2 separate regions of the Mus musculus genome follow, and region 2 is linked to region 1. Evidence: chromatin contacts called from public Hi-C data. All regions are on one chromosome and are shown on one strand. Each heading gives the region's core, a stretch centred on a gene start, on an enhancer-like site or on the middle of the called end of the contact. The rest is flanking DNA. Distances are from core to core; before and after follow the strand shown.

Region 1 (5,496 bases), core at 1,754-4,253:
TATGTACTTTAATCTCAACACTTGAGATTACTGTGCACTGGAGGCCAACATGGTCTATTAGTGCCAGCTAGGCTATATAGTGAGACCTTGTCTTCAAAACAAAACACACAAACGCCTGCTTGCCAGTTTTCATAGTAGCATGGTTTCTGTTGACATATAAGATGTCATATTTGGGGGGTTTTATCCACTTTTTATGAGTGCCTATGTCTATGTGCATGTATTTTGAGTGCACGTATATGCACATACATGAAGAGGCCTAAAGTTGACGTCAGGAATCATCATGCATCCCCCTTTTACAGAATTTATTTTACAGAAACCTAGAGTTCACTGAGGTGATGAGTCTTATTAGCTGATCTCCTTCCTCCACCTTCCAGGATTGAAATTGCAGGTGGACAACCCTGCCCTCCAAGCAATTATGTGAGTTCCTAAGACCCCAACTCTTCCAGACCTTACATTTGTGCAGCAAGTGCTTTAACCCAAGCCCTTTCTCCTGCCCCACATTTCACTTAAGCTTTAGTCCACCTTAGCCAAATACTTTGTAGTGACTCTAAGATCAGTAGACGTCTCCAAAAAAGTTAGTTATGTTAAGTCACTTTTGCCTGCTAATAAGTAGTTTCTGTGAACTCTGTCACCAAATAGATGAATGTGGCTCATCTGATGGCTGCAGTGCCATGCACGAGATTCAGGTCAGGGTAGCTATCAAAATGGGCTTGTCTTGGGACTCACTTAGAGACATAAAAAATAAAATAAAATAAAAAATAAGTCTCTTCATCCCAAAAGGGAAGGGACCAATAGACCAAAGATTCTACCAAGTCTAGCTTCCCAAATGTGTTTATTTGGAGTTGATCACATGAGGTGGGTAATGCAGGCGAAGCTTGTACCACAGAAAGTCCCATGCAAAAGCCATGGGGTATGGCTCAGTGTCAAGAGTACTTGGTGAACCTGAGTTCAAGCCTATGACTCCTTACAGGTTGTTCTCTGACTTGCCTAAGTTTGAATCCCAGGATCCACCACAATAAATAAATAAATAAATAAATAAATAAATAAATAAATAAATAAATAAATAAAATTCTATACTTTTTAAAAATGTATCACTCCAAGTCATTTTTAAAACCTCTTACCTACTTTTATGAGGATGGATAGGAGAGAGTGGTGACTGGGATGAGAAGTAAAGGTCTTCTGTGGGTCCTAAAACCCCTCTTCTCTCCAAGATGGAATGTTCACAACTCAGTTGTCATTACCATAGACCTGGCTATCAGTTTTATTGCCCGGCTCACTATAGGCCATGGTCTTCTGCAAGCTAATAGCTCTCTCTCTCTCTCTCCCTCTCTCTCTCTCTCTCTCTCTCTCTCTCTCTCTCTCTCTCGTGTGTGTGTGTGTGTGTGTGTGTGTGTATACACCTGTGTAAAGGCTATACTACAAGACTTAAGAGTGCTCTATTAGCCATTTATGGTGGTTCACACCCATAATCTTAAGAAGCAGAAGGACCGCAGACTGGAGGCTATTGTGAGCTACCTAACAAGACTGTGTCTCAAAAAAAATTTAATACTTCTACTCATTGTAGAGTCAAAAACGCAACCCTTACCTCAAAAGGAGAGAACAGTTTATCCTGGAACAAACTATGAGTGGCTATGGTCCAGTTTCTCCCCTTCCGTGGTCCAATGTACTAATAGTGCTCCAATGTGTGAAGTTTTTATAGGGACATAAAATCATTAAGATTGAACCAATGTATCATACAGGTGTACTGCTTAATTTCAAATGTCAACTTGCCTTAACCAAGAATTACCTCAGAAAAGAGATTTTTTTTTTTTTTGCTTGTTTGTTTTGTTTTGTTGAAATGTATCTGGCTGTCCTGGAACTCACTTTGTAGATCAGGCTGGCCTTAAACTCACTGAGATCAACCTGCCAGAATTAAAGGCCTTTGCCACCATGCCTAGCTGAGAAGGGAGTCTGAATTAAGGAACTGCCTGTATCAGATTGACCAGTAGGAATGTCTTTGAGACATTGTATCCTTAACTGATGTAAAAAGAGGGCCTGGCCCTAGGAAGTAACACCCTTAGGCTCTAATGTAGAAAGTCTTCAGGAACAATTTGAAGTTCAGAAAAACACTTATTAGTTGAGCTAGGGACATTTTGAGATCAGGGAACATGAACGGTGGCAGCACGTGCTGACATGACTCTCTTGCTGAAGCTGAGTTGGGGTCAAGATAATGAATTTCTTTTTTGTTTTTGTTTTTTCGAGACAGGGTTTCTCTGTGTAGCCCTGGCTGTCCTGGAACTCACTCTGTAGACCAGGCTGGCCTCGAACTCAGAAATCTGCCTGCCTCTGCCTCCCAAGTGCTGGGATTAAAGGCGTGCACCACCACGCCCGGCCAGATAATGAATTTTTTATATCCAATTTTGCCCTCAGCTGCCTGATTTGATTTAATAAAAATTGCTGATAGGTAGATGTGCAGTCAGAGGATTTAAAGTAGAAGTGACTTCACAAAACCGTAACACCACTTATAAAATTTAGCTCGAAATGGATCAGAGAACTACACGAAATGGAAAATATTGTGACGTGGAAGTAGGCAGATTCCTTAAATACATCGCCAACCCAAAAAAAAAAAAAAAACAAAAACAAAAAAAAAACAACAAAATCACTTGTGTTCTAAGATATCTGAAGGTGCAAACCAAAGTCGAGTCCCAGATCGCCCACATCCCGCCCTAATACGTCACCAGGGTTCCCCTTCTCTCCGCCCTAGTCTCCACCCCGCGTTCGCCCATCACCAATCCGCGGAATTCCTGCCAGCCTGAATTATCCACTTCACCCTAAACCCGCCCTCGAAGCCGGTGTCCCGCTCAAACCCCGCCCCATGCCTCCGAGACCCGCCCCTCAGACGTCTTGTCCGGCCCAAACCCCGCCTCCAGCTCCCCGAGTCCCGCCTCTCTCCCTGCTCCCGCCTCCCGCTCGCAGACTCCAGCGTCCGTCCTGGCGCGCGCCCGCCTGCGTCCGCACCCGGAAGAAGCCCCAGCGGCCGGAAAGTTGAGGCAGTGCGCGGCTCGGGGTCCGCGGGAAGCTCAAGTCCTTCAGAGGCCGAGCGAGAGCAGCGCGAAGAAGCCTGCGCGCCCCCGCGCAAGGCGGCCCCCTCGAGCGGCCGCGCGCACGCCCCGCCCCCTCCAACGCCGCGCGGGTCGGGCTGGGGCGACCACGGCCGCAGCGCGGTCCCGGCGACCAAGACAGTGCGTGTTGAGCCCGTAAGTGACCACCGCAGCGTGAGGTCCCGGGGGATCGTTTCCCTCCCGTGGTTAGCGTCAGGTCTCGTCCGCATCCTTTAATTTCTAAACTCCCCGCAGGGCTGGGAGGCCACAGCCAACCACCTGTGGATTAGAAGCGAATTTCCAAATGCTTTCCAAAGCATCCCTCCGCTAGGCTCTCGCTCGCCAGGCGGCCTGGAGGCGCGCAATGAGCGCGCACCCGCGAATGGCGCGCAACGCGGGATTGAGACGCGCGGGGCGTGGCCACAGCTCCCGAGGGGCGGGGCTACGCGAGCCTAGGTGAGGGACAAGGCTCTATCCCCAAACTGCTCTTTTTGGCGCCACCTTGCAGTGGATAGTATGAAATAAAGCAAAGCCATTTTATTTGTTTGGATGCCAGAGGCAAGAGGAGAGAGAATTTGATAGTTGTACAACCATCGTCCCCCCTCCCCTAGACAGTAAATGGCTTAAGTTTGTAACGGGATGCCTGAGTTTATAGGTTGATAAACTTGTCTAATTGCACGGATGTTGGAAAAAAAAAAAAAGAAGAAGAAAGCTGTGTTTAAAAAATATCGGTCTGTTTAACACTGTAATTTACCGGTTTAACTAGGCAAACATTTAACCTGCCCCTGTTAGGAACTTAAAATTCTTTGCCCGCCCTCTTTCTGCGCTGTTGGAGTTGGGTATGTTGTTAATTGTTGTTTCGGATTTCTGCTCTACATTCACTTTGTATTTGTAAAATCGTAAAGATATTCCTTTGGTCACTCTTGAGGGTAGTGCTGTGATTTTTTTTTCCCAGCTAAGATCCACATCATGAAATACTATGATCCCTTTCCCAAATAATCTCTTTTTTTACTCTTGGCTGATTGATTATGCTATTACCTAACCAAAACCAAGTCGCTTAGTATTTTAGTGTTGGCTTACTTTGACTGATTCTCTGAAAAATACTCTCTTAATCTCATACCAGCCTCCTGTACTTGTCAGTGTTCTTGGCTTAAGTGTGATGCAACTTTATACTTTATACCTCCCAGCTGAGCAGGTGTTCAGAGAGGGCAGAATCAGTAGCCAGTGTGATCCACCTCAGGGATGCCAAACTGAACTTTAACTGAACTATATCTAGTCTTCTTTAGTCATAGTATTTATAGAGGATGATATATGTTACATAAATAAAATAAGTCCAATATAAACCACACCTTTGCTAAGGTGCTTAGAGCTAGTATGGAATCTCCAGGGCAGTTCATGGTTTCTTCTCTGGTACTTGTCAGCTCATTTAAATTGAAAATCAATCAATCAATCTCTGTGTGTGTGTGTGTGTGTGTGTGTGTGTGCGCGCGCGCACACGTGTGTGTGTGTGTGTGTGTGCGCGCGCACGTGCACACGTGCACCTGAATGTTCTGTGCAGCACATGTGTTGCCATCAGAGTCCAGGGGCATCAGATCCCCTGGAACTAGAGTTACGTGCAACTGTGAGCCCTTCCTATCATGGTGATGGGATCCAAATCCAGGTCCCCTAGAAGAGCAGCACGTGCTCTCAGCCTGTGCTGTCTGTCCAGAACCACCTTCTCACTCTTACTCACGTTACCTTCTTAGTCCTTCTGGAATGGTTTGCTTTAGATCGTCACTTGGGTCTCCGAGGGCCTGGTACCTTTTACTGTGCTTTTTCTTTCATTTGTGAGGATACTGGCTTGTGCATGGTAGACATTAGGAAGTGCATATAGAATCAGGTGTAGGATTTGTGATATGACAGTACATATGAACATGAGATAGGCTCCCTATGTTTGTAAATACACATTTGAGAAAGAAAGACTTGCTCAGAGAGTCAAATAGGTGAAGTAGAGTATATATAATATTTCTTTGCAGTCTTATTGTCCGAAACGTAATGCTCCCATCTTTTTTTGCCTAGCTTTTCTCCACCTGTAACAACTGCTCTTGTTGAAGCCCGTCATTCCCCTATGCTAACAAGAGAAAGCAGGAAACAAACTTACTACAGTGTATAATCCTAAATCAAGTCACTAGTCATGTTAGAACTATCAATCTGATTAACGGTATGCTTTGTTTATGAAGCTGTGTGTGTGTGTGTGTGTGTGTGTGTGTGTGTGTGTGTGTGTGTGTGATGATACATGACTGTAATCCCAGCACTTGGAAAACAGAGGCAGGAGAATTACTGCAAACTCAAATCCAGCCTGGGCTACATAATAAGTTCTAAGTTAGCCTGCCCAGCAGAGATGGCCTCAAAAAAATCCACTAAAGGCAGGGATGAG
Region 2 (5,573 bases), core at 655-3,154, 140 kb before region 1:
CTATTGTATAGAAAGCCTCTTTAAACTTAGATTTACTTTAACTGTTTAAAGTATGTTGTGGGCTTAGGTACCCATTATAGGTAGGTACTGTAGAGGCAAAGTGCCATTTTCCTTTATCATATCCAAGGTAATGGCCATCTACGTAGCTTCTCGATTTTGAAATCAACCTTTATCACCTGACTGGGGGAGCACTGGACAGTCTCTGTCATGTGAAGCTGTCCCCGTTCATTTTTATTTCTACAGCCATCACTTGACACATGCCAGTATCTCAGATACCCTTAGCAGGCAACGACCCAGGCAGGAAGGAGTGCTGCAAAGGAAAGGAGAGCCAGAGGTAATGAACCAGAACAGAGACAGTGTTAGTAAATTTAGAGAGTTCCTTTGGGCCTTTTTATGAGAGACCAGGAAAGTAAATACAGAGTAAATCTGTGTAGGAAACCAGGGCCTGCACTGCTTACAGTTTTCCCAGAGGGCTGCTGGTTTAAACCCAGGTTTATAGTGTACATTGGTCTCTTCTTGCTTCTCTTGCTTTTCCTTAATGATGTTTTCAGCATCTAGGATTTCTCTGTAGCAATAGCCCTCTGCCTTCCTGATACACAGTGAAGCTTATTTTTGCTGCAACTCATTTTAGTTTGTAAGCCTGATTCTAAGTAGGGATTATTTTAGGCACAGGCTTCCTCCTTTCTCGTGCTTCTTGGTGTTTGATTTATGACAATTTCAGTAATCAGGGAGGAAAATTAAGAATTACAGTAAATATTGGTCTACTGCCAATCCTAAGAGGCCAGTTTCTTACATTTATAATCAGCTTCACTTTTTTTGTTAAAAATCACTTTACCAATTAGAGAAGAAAAACATCCTGCTCGTCCCTGTGCCTCACCCTAAGCCCTGGCCCATGGTAAATACTAAGTTCCTTATAGGTATGTCTTTATTTGTAGTGAAACATAAATATCCTTTATTCTTTCCATTTTTATTTTTTCTCTCTCTCTCTTTAAAAAAAAAACAGGCAAAAAACACCCACCAAAAAACTCACCACACACACACACACACACACACACACACACACACACACACACACACTCACATTCACACATGCACATGTAAGTACAGGTGCCCATAGAGTCCAGAAGAGGGTGCTCGATTCCCTGCAGCTGGCTTTACAAACAGGAGTTGCCTGTGGATGCTGGGAACTGAATTCCAGTCCTCGGCAAGAGTACCACACCTGCCTCACCTCTGAGCCATCTTCCAAGCCCTGGTTGGGTTGTTTGTTTGTTTGTTTTCATTGTTTTGCTTTTTTTTTTTTAACTCTGTTGTGGTGATGTGTAAGATGTACCTTTACAGCTGTATGTTCATAATAGTTCATCGTTTGTTTCAGCCTTTGCTTCCCTTTTTCTATTTTAAAATGTTTCTATTTGTAAGAAATGAGAAATTAAAGAATAGGACAGGAAGAAGAGGAACAAGGCAAAGAGCTGAAAGCTTAGCTCTTTCACATAAGTCAATTGAATAAACATTTTTTTTTAAAGAAGGAAGTCACACTTTTAAACTGTGAATCAAGCCAGTCATGAGGCAGAGGTGAGAAAGAACAGTGTGATCCACCAGAAAGAATGAAAGACACTAACGTCATTCTCTGACCCCAGTATGGCATTAGGTACATTAATTAGTCCCCTAAATTTGGTTTCTCCCTTCTTTAGCCCCCAAACTCTGTAGTTCCTCAATTCTTCTTTCTTATCCCTCAAGGTGACACATTAAATCTTCAAGGGAGAAAAGAGGGTGCTTCAAGCAGGACTGTGCAAAGCATATGGTTTTCTCTTTGCACCCTGAATTTGGAAAGGGTGTCTAGAGACCAGCTGTATCCACCAGTGGTAGAATCATAACCAGATCTGAGCATGGGTAGTAGTCGGAAGGGGCACTGGTGTCAGGAAGTGCAGAAAACACAGGTGCAATCATCCATCTCTCACTTCTGTACTGGATACTGTTGCCCTAGAGATGGGCAGAGTCATGTGCCTCAGCATCTCATTATCTTTCTTCTCTTCTTTTACTACTTCTCTTGCCTCAACTTCCAAACTGTACAAAAGATCACCACACTGCAAAATCTACACACCCCAGATGTGGACTGCTTGGAGACAATCCTAGGGGGTAGGGAAGAAGACAGGGACCAGGGGTGCATAGTACTCACAGGTCAGAAAGCAAGCTGAAGAGGAGACTGTTTCAAACCACTGGCTCAGAATACACAGTAAGTACTCTTGCTGTCTGGCACCAAGTGACACTACCTCAAAAGGGCAGTTTTTTGGTCTGTATTCCAATGAACTGTTATCAAAGAATAAAAGAGTTACTTGGAGGAGAAGTGTGAATGGCAAGATTTATGGAACAGTGTAATGTCAAGGAAGAAAACATAGTGTAAAGGAAACCTTTTCACCTGTCTCAAATAAAGAAAAAAGAAAAAAAAGAAAAGAAAAGAAAAGAAAAGAAAAGAAAAGAAAAGAAAAGAAAAGAAAGGAAAACCAATCCTGCAGGCATCCATCCCTGGACTCTGAAGGATGGACGAAAATACACCATTTCTCATCTAAACAGTTTATTATCTTTTCTGCCATGAAATCTGGAGCAAAAGTTGTATTTCCCGGATACCAGATTTGGGACCCAAGAGCAAGGGATTGACCAGTTAATCTGAAGAAAAGCAAAATGAAACAAAAAGCCAACCAGGGTGTCACCAACTCCTGCTCTTAGGATCAACCCTGAGTTCAGCACCAGCTTCATAAGCAGACTGTTTCTCCTTCCATCCCTTGCTTTCTGAAGAGACAAATGTTATTCTGGTAAGAGTGCATACGCCTTATTTATATGTTGGCATTCTTTCCAAAGAAGAGATCGGTGTGTTTGATTAAGGCAGTGGTCCTCAACCTGTGGGTCTCTTTGGCAGGCCTCTACTACCAAAAATATTTGTATGATGATTCATAACAGTAGCAAAATTACAGTCATTAAGTAGTAACAAAAATAGTTTCATAGTTAGGGATCAGTACCACATTAAACGGCTTCAGCATTAGGAAGGTGAGATCCAGTGGATTAAGGGAAACCTATGTACTATTGCCGGAAATATTAATAAGACTGGCAGGCTTCCTGTGATACTGCCAGTGGACCACATGACTCCAGCCAGGTTATCTCAACTCAGCCATCTCTCTCTTGGCTGGAGCTCCAGAGTCCCTTGGCAGATCTCTGCTGCCAGGCCCATGCAATTACTGTATACCCCGTGGTCAGTCACCACAACACTCATCTACCCAGTGGAAACAAAACTCTTGAAGCTGATAATTAACCAATCAGATTTATGTATCAATAAATTCTCAATTTACAAGATGCCAATACAATAATTTCACAACCAACTGATAATGATAAAAGCTTTATCCCAATTATTCTAACCTTATGATAGCATGACTACCTGTGGCTGCTAAAGCCACGCTGGTTATGTTCACCTCCATCTTCCTTTCTCCTTCTCCCCTCAGATGTTCTCTGTCTCTGCAACACTTAGATCTGCCTCCCTTTTCCCTGTCCAATCACAGGCCTCTTGCTGTCCTACCGTAATTTGACAGGGAAAATCCTACAACAAAGTACTATCAGGAAGCAAAGCTTTAGTGTCTTTTCCTGCTCCATCCAGCTCACCTTTGACCCACGCTGCATCTGCAGGAGTCTAGGACATACATGTTTTCATTGTCCCACCACCCATGCTCACACTACCCATCAGAGTTTCTGTTTGAAGTCTTCTTCTGAAGCAATAGGAACTTACGTAGGTGTGGGCAAGGCAAGACCAAAGGATAGGTTAGGAAGACTTTAGAGGAATGGTTAGCCAAAGGGCCAGGAAGCAGTAAGGGACAGAGGCTTCAGCCTCCCATTCTTTGTAAGAACACTCTGACCTGGACTCCGAGTGATTCTTCAGAGTTCCCCCTTAACCAAGATCTGAAGACGTTCAGTAACACGCTGTTATTGACTTTCCCAGATTCCTTTTCTAAAGAACAAAACAAAAAAGCTTCGTGATTCCTTCATATCTTCTACAGTCTTTGAAAATAAACCCCGGAACTTGAGTCCTTATCTCAGGCTCTGCGTTTGAGGTGAGCCAAACAAAAGTATAATACTAAAAGTTCTGCAAGAAAGCAGTCTCCCAGCAGAATAACATAAAATGGTTTATGTCCCAGTGAGATGGAAACAGAAGTCCACACCTTGTAGAGTCAATTTCCTCTGGCCTAACTACAGAATTCTCGTCTGTGGTCAATCAGATGTGGGTGTGGGAAGCATTGCTTATCCAGTGTCTCTGATATTTGAATGAAAAGGGGAACTGTTGATTCTAAGAGTGCACAGTTGGCTGGCTTTCATGAAAGGCCTTCATGGTCTTGAAGGCCTCAATGAAACAGACAGCAAATGATTCAGAGCACTCTGTGAAAGTCAAATGTATTCCCTGGGTACGAGAGAGAGAGAGAGAGAGAGAGAGAGAGAGAGAGAGAGAGAGAGAGAGAGAGAGAGAGAGACTGAGACTGCAGGGAGAAGAAGAAAACCCCAGAATCTGTGCTAAAATATTAGACCCAGAACCTAACTACAGGAGTGGTAGGAAGTAGAAGGACCTGAACGGTGAAGCTCTCCTATGTCAAAGCTCTGTGTCGATGACATGGCTATAATAAGAATGAGCAGGAGCTGATCTTATGAGAAAGACAACGAGGCTTCATTTAAGTGAATAGGAGTGTGACCATGGATGTGAATGTAATCATGAACGTGGATCTGGACAAGGTTATGGATAATAAAGACCTTATGTTCTGGGTGGCTCTTGAATCTCAAAGACCATAGAAGCCAGTCTCTCCTCTTGCTAATGGACTACAGTCTTCCCTGGGCCAAAAAATAAGGAAAACCTCTCTGTCTCTTTTTGTTTGTTTGTTTGTTTGTTTGTTTGTTTGTTTTTCAAGACAGGGTTTCTCTGTGTAGTCCTGGCTGTCCTGGAACTCACTCTGTAGACCAGGCTGGCCTAGAACTCAGAAATTCGCCTGCCTCTGACTCCGCCTCCCAAGTGCTGGAATTAAAGGCACTGCCACCACACCCAGCTAGAAAACCTCTCTTAATTGAATATCTTATAGAACATCAATCTTCCTTGGGATCCTGTCCACTGACTTCCTGGTCACCCACAGGTTGGTAAGGTGCTAACATTTAAGATGAGGGACATAGAATCTCTATTGGAGGCTGTAACTGACTGGAAGAGTTACAGAACAATTCTGACAGAAGACAAGAAATGAGCTATGGCAATAAATTTGAAGGTGCTAAACTAAGTAGAGTGATGGAGATTTAAGAAAGGATGGGTCAAGTTTATTGACTTAGAAACATTTCTTCCACAACCCAAGGCTTAACATTTTGTCAAGGATACCTAGGACTTGTTCCAACATAATTGTTCTAAATGAACCTTGGGACAAAATTATGACATAGAGATTCCTAAGCTGCCTTTGGATTTTAAGGAATGTTCTGGAAAGCTCTAAAGGTGAGAATGGGTCTTTTAAGTGATATTCCATTAACTGTGTTTCCTAGGATAGTCCTTCCCGTGGCGGATAAGAAAT

The links. Hi-C and Micro-C count contacts between places; a contact is called where the count stands out from the background.
Region 2: a Hi-C map of natural killer cells shows a contact between it and region 1, with 4 times the contacts expected there. The contact joins the enhancer-like site here to the promoter of Mcm9 in region 1. A contact is called at or near these places in 1 of 39 promoter capture datasets (3T3-L1-derived adipocytes), 2 of 484 Hi-C or Micro-C datasets (cochlea and natural killer cells), 2 of 115 datasets of contacts at active chromatin or transcription factors (embryonic basal ganglia and forebrain) and 3 of 9 other capture datasets (adipose tissue, liver and pancreatic islet).

Annotation. Positions count from the first base shown.
Region 1 is chr10:53,627,464-53,632,959 of GRCm38.p6, reverse strand. It overlaps Mcm9 (minichromosome maintenance 9 homologous recombination repair factor), which reads left to right and starts at 3,003. Exons shown (of 13, transcript NM_027830.3): 1 at 3,003-3,236.
Region 2 is chr10:53,767,647-53,773,219 of GRCm38.p6, reverse strand. No RefSeq gene overlaps it. Among named protein-coding and RNA genes, the nearest start is that of Fam184a, 20 kb to the right of the region's middle. Within about 2 kb of position 1,904, at least 8 of the 459 cell types and tissues checked have an H3K27ac peak or open chromatin away from gene starts, as enhancers often do. A contact at or near this core is called in natural killer cells, where this site is marked.